Linked DNA regions of Mus musculus: regions 1 and 3 are each linked to region 2. Evidence: chromatin contacts called from public promoter capture Hi-C data. All regions are on one chromosome and are shown on one strand. The core of a region is the stretch at or near the end of the contact, and the rest is flanking DNA. Distances in the headings are between cores, read along the strand shown.

Region 1 (4,221 bases), core at 1,204-3,703, 2.6 Mb before region 2:
GAGAGCCCCAGGGCTCTACTTGGATCCTATAGGCAGATGGATGGTGCACAGCTACCAATCAGCCTTACTAGCCATGAGCTCCGTGTGAGCACAGGCAGAGACTGAGGGTCAGACAGAGACGTGAGTTGCCAAGACCACTTGACCCTCTGTGCCCGAGGCTGGCATAAGGTGGTCTGCTCTTTTTCCCCAGAAGCTGACACATAGGGTTCTCATTTTGCCTCACCCTCTATGCAAATCACCAGCAGATGCATATGAAGTATGCCCCAGTCTTGGAGAAGTCAATATGATGATTTATGACGCGCCAGGAGGCAATACAACCTCCCTGTAGGGGCTGGTGCATACGTGAGTGCTAGCCACACATGTGTGTACGATGACCCAGTCTCTTAGCTCAGAGCCAACTTCTGAACCCCTGGACAACTCAGATATCTATGCATATCTGACAGCCCGTCACTGGAAACCACCCTTGAACAAACTTAGGTAACACAGGTCTTCTCAGAGAGGGTATGAGTGGGCAAGCACCTCTGGACCTGTCCCACGCTGCTGGCACTTGAGAGACTCAGTCTGCAGGTTCAGGAGGTGGAACTGTAGCTGAGATGTCCTACGTGACTCATCCCCCATCAGTTCTGACCTTTGGGCACAGCACAGGCTGGACCAGGCATGATTAGGTAAAGCAAGATGAGGACCAATGGGTCAATGGTACACAGAGAGAAACCGTACATAGCTAATATTCAACGAGGAACCTAAGGGGAGCCAGACTATCTCACAGAATCTTCACAACGAAGACTCATCCAAGACCACACAGCACAGACTGTGTGGGATCCACGTGCAAACACAGGGAGTCGACTCCAGAGCCTGAACTCAGAAAACATTGAAAGACCACCAAGATGACTCAGTGAACAAAGTCACCCAGCCTGATGACATCAGTTAAAACCCTAGAACCCAAATGGTAGGATGAGAGAACAAACCTCTCCAGTTCTCATCTGACCTCTATACATGTATTGTGATGTATACATACTCACCCCTACCAAATATTAGTAAATAAATAACATTATCACTATCATCATTATTTTTGTTTGTTTTGTTTTGTTTTGTTTTGTTTTGTTTTGTTTTGTTTTGTTTTGAGACAGGGTTTCTCTATGTAGCCCTAGCTTCCTGGAACTCACTTTGTAGACTATGCTGTCCTTGAACTCACAAAGATCCACCAATCTCCACCTCGTGTGTGCTGGGATTAAAGGCATGTGCCATCACACCTGGCATAAATTAATTTTCTTAAACTCACTAAGCATGGCTGTGCTAGGAAGGAATGAGCTCGGGGAAGCTCGAGCCCTGTGGGGAGCCATGCAGTGCAGTGGGGCCCAGCAGAGGAGCACAGGTATCCAGCTGTCTTCAGTCCCATGAGACAAGCTAATCTGGACACATTTTAAAAAATGGATGGCAACACAGCAAATCAGACTGGGCACAATCGTGGTCTATTCTAATGGCTGTCATTTCACAAATGCTGTCTTGTGGATGGCAGTCAATGGGACAGTATGATGGATGCCCTCATCTAGTCCCTGGTGTGGTCCACTGAGGCTCCACACTGACCACAGCCTGGCATCTTGCCTGTGGATATCTGCTGCAATTGTATGTGTGGACACATGTGGAGTCTCAGTAGGAGACCTCAAAAAACTCACTTTCCACAGCAGTGTCTGTCACCTTCTGTGGGGGGGGGGGGGGTGGGAAGAGAGAGAGAGGGAGAGAGGGAGAGAGAGAGGGAGAGAGAGAGAGGAGTCACTCTGCATGGCTCTTGCATATGGCTGAGAACAGTGGGGCAGCAATCAAGCCTTAGCCAGCCCTGCTCTCTCACTGTTGCCTCTAGCCCACTTGGTGACCCTCTGAGGGAAAGGGTGGCTCTCCCTCTGCCACTGTCAGGAGAGGATCAGGTTCTCTCCTTCCTTCCTGTGCTGATGCACACAGAAAATCATTGTCATTAATTTCAGCCCTTACTCTGGGCTAAGCTCCCTGCAGCCATCTCACAAGTACCACCTAATTTAATGTAACAAACTACACATTGTTCAAAAGAGAAACTTGAAGCTTCATGATAACTGGACGGAGGTGAGCCAGCTTGACAGTCATGAGATACAAAGCCCACTATGATTAACTCCTTTGATCCTGGGTTCTGATCCTCTCCTGACCAAGGGTATCACAGACACCTCAACTGAGGCTCACTGTCTGCTGCAGCCCTATGCCATCTCTGGGCCTGGTACCATCTCTGTAGCTGATGTTCTGAGACAAAGTTCAGGTTGGTGGCAGCTGTCAGACTGGTGGCTGTCTCACTGGGGTGGAAAGAGGAGACCTGGACCTTGTTCTCTCAGACTGGCACAGACCCAGGGCTGCCAACCGGGCCTCTGGGGCCTCAGTTCTGTTCAGGGACTCCCCTAGACTCCCAGGCTCATTCCTCCTGAAGTTTCTGGCTATCCTTCCCAGCCTCTTGGACAGGGTGGAGCCAACTCAAGAAGACTGCTTCCCTCTGCTGCCTGTGTGCTGTCAGCTTCCACGTTGTCTTAGGGCCACTAAAGTCCAAGAGGCCTCCTGGGAGTGTGTCACCTTCCAACGTGGAGTCACACTGGGGAGGAGGCGGGGAGAGAGGGCTGGAGGGGCTTTAAATGAGTGGCTGGCCTTGCCTGCAGTCAATCTGCACAGGGACACAGGTACACCGTTTCTTCTGACTCCGGGAAACATCCAGTGTAGCCGAAACTGTCCCAGCCCAGTGAGGAGCCCAGGATGTTCCTGAAGGCTGCGGTGCTGACCCTGGCCCTGGTGGCCATCACCGGTGAGTAGACACTGCACCTGGGAGGCAGCAAGAAAAGCCAGCTCTAGAACTGGCGGACAGCTCGGGGTGGCCTTGTATTTGCCCAGCAGCTCATAGGAGAACAGGCCTTTGTTCTCCCTGGCACTTGTGCTCCCTGGGTTATCCCAGGGATGGGGCAATGGTTTGGGTTATCCAAACTCCAACATTATCCAGCTCAGAGCTGAGGCAGAGGGGCCAGGAGAGAGATGATCCTCATAAAGTTGCCTTCTGCTCTCTCTCTGCCCAGGCACCCGGGCTGAGGTCACTTCGGACCAGGTGGCCAATGTGGTGTGGGATTACTTTACCCAGCTAAGCAACAATGCCAAGGAGGCTGTAGAACAGTTTCAGAAGACGGATGTCACTCAGCAGCTCAGGTAAGTGCGATCAGTCTACAAGGCGAGGCTTGAAGCCCATAGCTGACCTCAGAGGTGGGACACTGGCTCCTGGAGTTCTTCTGTTCTCACTAAAGGAGTCTTGCCTCCCTGGACCTAGATTGTCCCTGTAAACAGGAAAGCTGGACCCAGGGATCCATCCCTATAGTTCCTTCCTATCTGCATGTGCTAGAGTTTGGTAAATAGCCAAATCCCATCACAAACTCTTAGCAGGAAGAGGAAAGAGACGTGTCCTGTAAGGACATGAGGTTCTGGGCAAACAGGGGAAGGAGGGCTGGTATTTTGGGGGACCCACTGAGCACATGCAAGGACATCAGACCCTGTGCCACTGGAAGACATGTGTTGCACAATGTGACCCTGGGAGGGGAGTGATGCCAAAGTCCAGCCCCATTCTTTATCCACAGGTAAGGAAAGCAAACTTCTCAAGTCACATGGTGGGCAGATAAGGATGCAGAGGCTCAGCAGAAGCCTTGCAGATAAAACTCCAAAGTCAAACTAATCCTAGGAGATTTCCTGAAAGCATGACCTACCCCAGGGGAGGGTCAAAGGGACAAGACGGAGGTCTCTGTTCCCATGGACACACTCCTGACCTAAGCAGGTGTATAGAGCTGAGTGTTCTACAAGCGTATCTAATGGTGCTTCCTTGTCTCCATCCTTTCCCTGAAGTACCCTCTTCCAGGACAAACTTGGGGATGCTAGTACGTATGCTGATGGGGTGCACAACAAGCTGGTGCCCTTTGTCGTACAGCTGAGTGGGCATCTAGCCCAGGAAACTGAGAGGGTGAAGGAAGAGATCAAGAAGGAGCTGGAGGACCTACGTGACCGCATGATGCCCCATGCCAACAAAGTAACCCAGACGTTCGGGGAGAACATGCAGAAGTTGCAGGAGCACCTGAAGCCCTATGCCGTGGACCTGCAAGATCAGATCAACACACAGACCCAGGAAATGAAGCTCCAGCTGACCCCATACATCCAGCGCATGCAGACCACGATCAAGGA
Region 2 (3,764 bases), core at 90-2,589:
AACAGAACTAAGAAAGGGGGAAAGCGAAAGAGCCTGGGGAAAGGAGAAGGTCCGAGCGGGCTGGACGCCGCTGCTAGGCCGGCCCGGCAGCGCAACCCCCCCAGGGGAGAAAAGGATGCACAAAAGCCTGGAGGCGAGTGGTGGGAGGCCAAATGAGAAGAGATCTCTGGGTCCTCCACCTTCCACCCAAGATCACGATCCCCGGGAAGTCACCAGCAGGGTCCCCGGCCTCCCGCACCAGCTGCCGGCGTGCCCGAGTCAAACACGCTGGGAGCGTGGCGGGGAGGAGGCGAGCTGGTTGCAGCGGTGCGCTCCTGTGCATTCCGGTGGGGTCCGCAGGCTGGCAGGATCGTGCGCATTTCGAGCGCGTGCGGGAGCGTGCGAGGGGCTGGGCAAGCTTGCAGCGCGCCAGGGTGGGAAAGACATCCCGAATGCATCAGGTGCAGAGCCGGGAACCCACCGTGCGCGGCCGGGAGCGCACAGCGAGCTCCCGCTCCACCGGCCGTTCCCACCGAGAGCCGAGGAGGACTCGGAGCGCCAGAGTCTCTCCGAAGCGTCCCTCTCTCCTTAAAAGAGGGCATCAAGTCCAATCAAAAAAAGAAGAAAAAAATCCCACCACGTTTTCTCTAAAGAAAACAAAACCCGATCGGATACCAGTCCCCTCCCACCCGACCCCCAGGTTCACTCCTTGCTTCCTCCGGGTCTAGCTCCCCAGCTCGCCAGCGAATAAACACAAATAAATAAGACACAATCCTATCTCACGCCAAGCGCACCGGTCCGCATACATATGAGCACCCACAGGCTCTCTGCTCCTCCGCCAGCCCTTGCCTGTACAAAGACACCCAGTCCCCGACTACACGCGCCCGCAGCCCTGGCAGACCTCCCGGCCTGCCACCTCTCACCCGGACCGGACCGTGCCCGGAGAAGAAAGGTTGGTGAGGCAGCTGTGCCCAAGCTGACAGCCTCAGCGCCGCTTTCTAGCTGACCCCCAACGGGCACTGGCGATCGCTGCTGCAGCAGCAACCAGAGAACCCCGCACGAGCCCAGCGGCCGAGTGGCCAAAGCTAGCACCACCCGCCTAAACCTCTCCCGCCCCAGGGCGCCCTGGCGGGAGGCGGTCGCTGGGCGGTGCGAGTCCTTCCCGGGTTTCCTACACACATACACTTACCGCTTACGGAGCCTGGAGCTTGGGGTGGGTGTGCGTGCCTGGGGGGTTAGGGGTGTGCCTGGATCGGGGAAGGGGTGTTGCTGGGGAACTGTTGCTCCGGATCTCACGGCGGCAGCGGCGGCATCGCCCGGCAGTTCGCAGTACCCGCTCTCGTCACCCTTAACTCCTCTCTGCCGCTAGGTTAGCAAATCACCACCGGCTGCGGCGCCTCCGCCGCGTCCCACGTCAACGCCGAGCCCCCTCCCCTGCGAGGCCCCGGCGCCTCTCCATCTTTAGTGCTGGCGGCCGAGCCCGGCTCCCTGCCCACAGCTGCCCCCTCCCCTCCCCCTGGCCGGTCCTGGCCCGCCCACCCCGCCCCACCCCCGCCCTGGCAGAGCCCGTGCGCTCTCCCAGCCCTGCCCTCCCTTCCCGGGCGCTCCCCTCCCTTCCCAGCGCTCGGCGCTCCGGGCTTCTCCTGACATCTAGCTGCTGCCCCGGCGGCAGCGGCTGCTGCTCGTTGGCTAGGTGGAGAGGGCAAAAGGTTGCAAAGGAAGAGGAGCCGCAGAGGACCTGGCAGTCCCCAAGGGGTCAGAAGGATGAGTGGGAGAAGCGGTTCCCACTTTAGCCCCAGGTTTTTTCATTTCCACTGGGCATGCGGTGTATCCCGCGCCCCTAACTCCCCCAACTCCAGTACTCAAGAGCGCAGTTTTGTCCCGTTTTTTATTATTTGCACCAGTTCAGTGTGTGGCTTCTAGCTTTTCACTTTTTCTCAGGATTCGGATCGCATCCTCCCTTACCCTAGCTTTAAATGGGTCGTTTCCCAAGTCCCAAACCAGGCCTCTGATGCCTGACCACAGGAGTTCGCCGGATTTGGCCAGATAAATCTAAAGGGGCCAGTAGAAATCTGGTAGGAGGCAGCACCTCGATTTTGCTATCTAGATTGTTGCACACTGAGATGCGAAGGCCTGAGTAGTAATACTTTCTCACTCCTAATCTCGGGCATCCTCCCCGCCCGCACGCCCCCCCCCATCTTCCCCGGCCCCAGGAACCTGGATGGAAAGTTCTGAAGATTCTGCGCCTAACTCAGCTCTGCCTTCAGGAGCTACTGGAAGCTTGGAAGAGCGCTGGGCCGCTCCAGAGTACTTTCTTCCCTCAGCGGCTGGACCATTTTAAAGGGCGTACTTGAGATGACAAACCGTAGGGTAGAAAGACCAAAGGAAAAAAAATATTCCTTCTACCCGCGGAAAGCACCGTCTCCTCCTTTGCACACGAAGCTAGGCAGGGAATTGAGGTTGGAGGGTTCTTTTCTGAGCACTGGCCTCCGGCCAAAGCCCCAGCGCAGTGTTATTGGGGGTGTGGTGGAGAGCGCCACCCAGGGGTCTCAGAAAAGTCACCCACACAGCCCCACCCTCCAGTCCTAAGGTATTAGTTCCAGGCTTCAGTTTAGGGGTGCTGTGTTCTTGGCTTACCGCGGATCTCCCACAGGACCCACAGAATCGTATCTTGATTCCCCAGGAGCTAAAGGAGAAGGAAAGTGGGCGGTGAATGGAGACAAAAAAACCCACGAAGACCAGGTGGCAGAGCTTACACAAGATCTGCACGGGGGTCTGCTAACGTGGTGGTCATTTATAATAACAAGGCATCCTAACAATTGACACTCCCAGGTCTCAGATTAGCAGTGGGAGAGAGAAGTCCGCAGAACCGAGCACTGGGAAGCAAAGGAAGAAAACTACAATTGAGTTACCCTCTCATAGGCAGTGTCATGTGGGTGAGACAAGGCGAAACCCCCCTACCCCAGTCAGTTGGTATACAACAAAAAACACCTTGTGTAAAGGCTACCTGATTCTTTCAAGTTAAGGCGAACCCTCTGTAAGAAGTAGGGGATTTGAGGACGTTAAGAAGGAACTGCCATCTATAAAGAAAGCAAGAGTGGATGAGCAGAAGGGAACAGGAAAAACACACACCCCCCTGCCGTGAATGCCTGGCCATGGGAATGGAGCATTGAGCTTGTTGAGTTCCTGTCTAAAGAAGGCTTGCTATCTAGGGTCCACATCCACCTACCACCCTCTCTCCAGCAGTCACCGGAGAGGCACACGATTAACCTCTGATCCTATTCTACCATTAATCCTCAAATCAGAGAAAGAGAATCCGTAGACACAATGGAAACGAAAGAACAATTCCTTGCCTGGCCCTGGCCTCCCCCCCAACCCCAGCCATACTCACTCTATGTGAAAATCTCCCTTGCTTCATAAACTCTGCCCATTAAAGAGCCCAGCCCTTGTTAGGAAGTGTTAAAGAGAGAGTAATGCCTAGATTTAAGAGGTGGGGAAGGTAACAGAAAGGGAGAAGGCAGGCGAGGCTGTGGGCTGGGTGCCAGCATTGGGCTCCAGAGCATTTCCACTTAGCGATGAAGGCTGGCCGAACAGCAGTTTGATAAGGTTTATTGGGCCCAGATAAAGCAGCAGCAGCCCCCACTCCCAAACCAGCACCATTTATAGCCAGAGCTGTGTCCTTGGATCCTGGGAAGCAATGAGAGTCCCCAGTTGAGAGATTTCATATGGTAAGGCCTAAATCCAAGCAGAGTTGAAAAATCAAAAGACAATCTCCCTGCCCCCTC
Region 3 (3,998 bases), core at 791-3,290, 3.0 Mb before region 2:
AGTGAGTTGTCATATTTCTCATGGTTCACATCCATCACAAACATGAGGGCATTGGCAGAAGGGATGGAGATGATGACCCTTTTGGCTCCACCCTTCAAGTGGGCCCCGGCCTTCTCCATGGTGGTGAAGACGCCAGTAGACTCCACAACATACTCAGCACAGGCCTTACCCCATTTGATGTTAGCGGGGTCTCGCTCCTGTAAGATCGTGATGGGCTTCCCATTGATGACAAGCTTCCCATTCTCAGCCTTGACTGTGCCATTGAATTTGCCGTGGGTGGAGTCAGACTGGAACACGTAGACCATGTAGTTGAGGTCAATGAAGGGGTCGTTGATGGCAACAATCTCCACTTTGCCATGTGGAGAGCAGATGGCAGCCCTGGTGACCAGGCGCCCAATACGGCCAAATCCGTTCACACCAACCTTCACCATTTTGTTTACGGGACGAGCCAGGCACTGCACAAGAAGAAGCGTCTGTCTCTGGAACAGGGAGGAGCAGAGAGCCCCTCAGCTTCTTTATTTAAGATGTTTCCTTCTAGTTTACCTTTTTTTTTCCTAATCAGAATGACTGCTGTATTTTATCGAGGGCTTTCCACCTCTGATAAATGATATGATGACACAGTCACACAGTTTTAAGCTATCAGGGCCCCAAAGCTCTTCATCTCAATGAGTATGCTGGAATGTCTCCCAGTGATATACCAATTTGAGAGCAACTGATCCTCACTCTGACTGATGGGAAGTAATCAGATGGGTCATGAGGATTCGTGACAGGAAACCATCAAAGACACAAACGGGCCGGGGGGTGGTGGCACACGCCTTTAATCCCAGCACTTGGGAGGTAGAGGCAGGCGGATTTCTGAGTTCGAGGCCAGCCTGGTCTACAGAGTGAGTTCCAGGACAGCCAGGGCTATACAGAGAAACCCTGTCTCCAAAACAAACAAACAAAAGAAAGACAAAGGGATTCAGGCATAGAAGAGGTGGCCACCTCATAGCTGGGGCAGGTTAAATGCTCTGAACAGAAGAGGCGGCAGGTCTCCCTGTCGGATCCCAGTGACTGGTTTGTTGACTGGAATACTCTCGTCCCTTTCACCTTGCTCCTCCAGCCTCTGCTCCTGAAAACACTTCCAATTTTAAGGTCACCTCTTCTAGATTGCCCATTTTTTGTTTCTTTTTTGAGGCAGAGTTTCTCTATGCAGTCCTGGCTGTCCTAGAACTACCTATGTAGAACAAACTGCCCTTGAATTTACAGAAATTCTCCTGCTGAGATTAAAGGCAGGTGCCTCAACATCCGGGGTATACCCCCAAATTTTGTTTTATTTTATTTTATTTATTGATTTTTATTTTATTCTTTTTTTTCTTTTTTTTTTTTTTTTTTTTTTTTTTTTTGGTTTTCGAGACAGGGCTTCTCTGTGTAGCCCTGGCTGTCCTGGAACTCACTCTGTAGACCAGGCTGGCCTGGAACTCAGAAATCCGCCTGCCTCTACCTCCTAAGTGCTGGGATTAAAGGCGTGCGCCACCACGCCCAGCTCTATTTATTGGTTTTTTGAGGCAGGTTTCCAGCTTACCCCAAAATTCTTAACATCACACTGTGGCAAGAATCACAGTTCTCCCCGGTTAATCTCTTTTTGGGATCTGTGCTTCTTTTTCTACTCCTGTGCAGGGGTAAAGTGGCTGGCATGCATGACAGGGTGCGCACGGGGGTGTGGGGGGGTGTTAACCAATGCTGATTCAGGAAAGTGAGGCAGGAGAATTGCATCAAAGTTGAAGCTAGCCTAGACTACACTGTATGTTTGCAGGACCCTGTACCCTAAATAAATAAATAAATAAATAAATAAATAAATAAATAAATAATGAAAGAAGGACTAGCAGATGAGAAGTGTATGATATTGGTTCCTTCTTGCTCTGCTAGAGCTAAGGAAATGCTTTCCCGCTAGGGTCTTGCAGAGTGAACTCCATCTCGGCAGAGGGCATCCCAGACCCCTTTCAGCTCCGGAAGCTGGGCTGTCTGCCATGGGAAGACTACACTTCCCAGAGATCCCAGGGAAAAGCAAAAACCCTTTGGCTTTGACAGCCACCGCCACAAGCCTTTCCGCCTCCCCAGCCTGCCTAGGTGCTGGGAGCTGGGAGCTGGATTATGGTGGCCTGAGCAGCCGACGCAGCCGTAGGAGCCCGGAGTCCCTGTCGGTCCCCAAGCTGCAAAGCCCGCCTGGAAGACCCCGAAAGCTACGGGCTCGGATAGCCATGCCCGCCCCTCCCAGCCCCACAAGGGGCCCGATCCCCCCGCTGGCGGCCGGCGTCCAGATGTAGCTGGGTCCCCTGGATCGCCATCGTCGTCTCCTCTCGTGCGCTACGGATTTCTCCTGCCCACTCTCCGCCGCCTGGACCGGGAACTGAGCGAGGGGCCTGCAGACTCTGCAGTCCTGATGCCGCCGAGGCCGCTCTCCTGAGAGAAGCCACCACCACCCAGACTTAGGGGCAGGCAAGAGGGACAGTCACCAACCGGACCACAAGGCCCGGGCTCACTATGGCCCCAGCGCTGCACTGGCTCCTGCTATGGGTGGGCTCGGGAATGCTGCCTGCCCAGGGAACCCATCTCGGCATCCGGCTGCCCCTTCGCAGCGGCCTGGCAGGGCCACCCCTGGGCCTGAGGCTGCCCCGGGAGACCGACGAGGAATCGGAGGAGCCTGGCCGGAGAGGCAGCTTTGTGGAGATGGTGGACAACCTGAGGGGAAAGTCCGGCCAGGGCTACTATGTGGAGATGACCGTAGGCAGCCCCCCACAGACGGTAAGGTGGTCAGATCTAGCAACCCTCCTTCATGCATGGTAGAGGGGTGATAGGGTAGAGATGAAGCAGCCTGCCCTGATAAAATGGTTTGTTTAGTGGGTGCAGAATGACCGCCCGCTCCTATTCCTCCAGGATCCGGTTGGGAGTAGCCTTTCCATTTCCCGCCCCCTCTCACTGGCATCCAAGCCCCAGGACTGACTACTCACCTCTCACTCCCACTGCCCCATCCCCCCACGCCCAAGAAAGCACTTCAGTGGTGGCTGACCCTGGGGAAGGGCCAGGCACGGGGACACTGTAACAGGTGTCAGTGGCCGGAGTCTCTCATATTCCATCTCCACACTCTCCCCTACTCTAGTGTTGCGGGGGGGGGGGGGGTATCTAAGATCCCCACCTTCATCTTCTTGAGAACCCAAAATCCTGGCACCAGTTGGATCAATCAGCCCCTTACTCTAAGTCTGGGCTGCCATAAGCCAACAAAGTGAGAGTCTTAGTAACATCCATGTAGCCTCCAAGTCCCAATAGACTCTGGCTTCCCCTAGTCCCTTCCTCCTTTATCCCAACCCCCACTCTCTACACTCTAGCTCCTCCCCCACCCATGCCTCAGAACATGGCCAGAAGAGAGCTGTACTGAGTCTGAGAAAGATAAGCCTAGGGGAGCCAGAAACCCCTTGCAAGGGTTCTGAGACGGATGGGCACACAGCCATGGGAAGGGACTTCTCCCTGTCTTTTCCCGTCTTTTCCAACAGTTTCCAAGGTACCTGGGGTGGCTGGTGGAGGTTGTGTCCTCTACCTGTGCTGACTGGGAGTGTGGGCTTGAGTCAGCTATGGCCCATGTGGGGTTGCTGGCTGACCTCTCTGAGTGCATCTGCCACCTCCGTGGGCGAGTCTGGGTACTGGTTGGTGGCAGTGTGATTCTGCGTGTGCTTCTGTGTGTCACCTTGAGTCTGATCCTGTGTATCTCTGTGAGCTACCCTCAGTGGCTCCGGACCGTGTCCACAAAGCTTGTCCACGGAGGGTGTGGAAAGATGGGAGTGTGTGCGCTGGGGTCAGGGAGGAGACAGTCACACTTCCTTTCACTCAGGCAGTTGGATATGGGAGAACCACAGACCCCTGCTTTCTTGTTACTTGCTGGGTCTATACCACTCAAGCTTGCTTTGGGAGCTCTGAAGTCCTGGTCTCCCCCACTCACCCCTCCTCTTTGCTGTACACCATAA

What was found. Promoter capture Hi-C pulls out the DNA fragments that hold promoters and counts their contacts.
Region 1: a promoter capture Hi-C map of liver shows a contact between it and region 2, with 7 times the contacts expected there. The contact joins the promoter of Apoa4 here to the promoter of Zbtb16 in region 2. A contact is called at or near these places in 2 of 39 promoter capture datasets (the 3T3-L1 cell line and liver) and 1 of 115 datasets of contacts at active chromatin or transcription factors (embryonic forebrain).
Region 3: a contact with region 2 is called in a promoter capture Hi-C map of liver, with 4 times the contacts expected there. The contact joins the promoter of Bace1 here to the promoter of Zbtb16 in region 2. A contact is called at or near these places in 2 of 39 promoter capture datasets (both in liver).

Annotation. Positions count from the first base shown.
Region 1 is chr9:46,238,391-46,242,611 of GRCm38.p6, forward strand. It overlaps Apoa4 (apolipoprotein A-IV), which reads left to right and starts at 2,454. Exons shown (of 3, transcript NM_007468.2): 1 at 2,454-2,812; 2 at 3,078-3,204; 3 at 3,889-4,221. The coding sequence starts at 2,764.
Region 2 is chr9:48,834,886-48,838,649 of GRCm38.p6, forward strand. Zbtb16 (zinc finger and BTB domain containing 16) reads right to left here and starts at 1,340. Exons shown (of 7, transcript NM_001364543.1): 1 at 1,169-1,340.
Region 3 is chr9:45,836,505-45,840,502 of GRCm38.p6, forward strand. It overlaps Bace1 (beta-site APP cleaving enzyme 1), which reads left to right and starts at 2,041. Exons shown (of 9, transcript NM_011792.6): 1 at 2,041-2,784. The coding sequence starts at 2,524. It also overlaps the pseudogene Gm7286.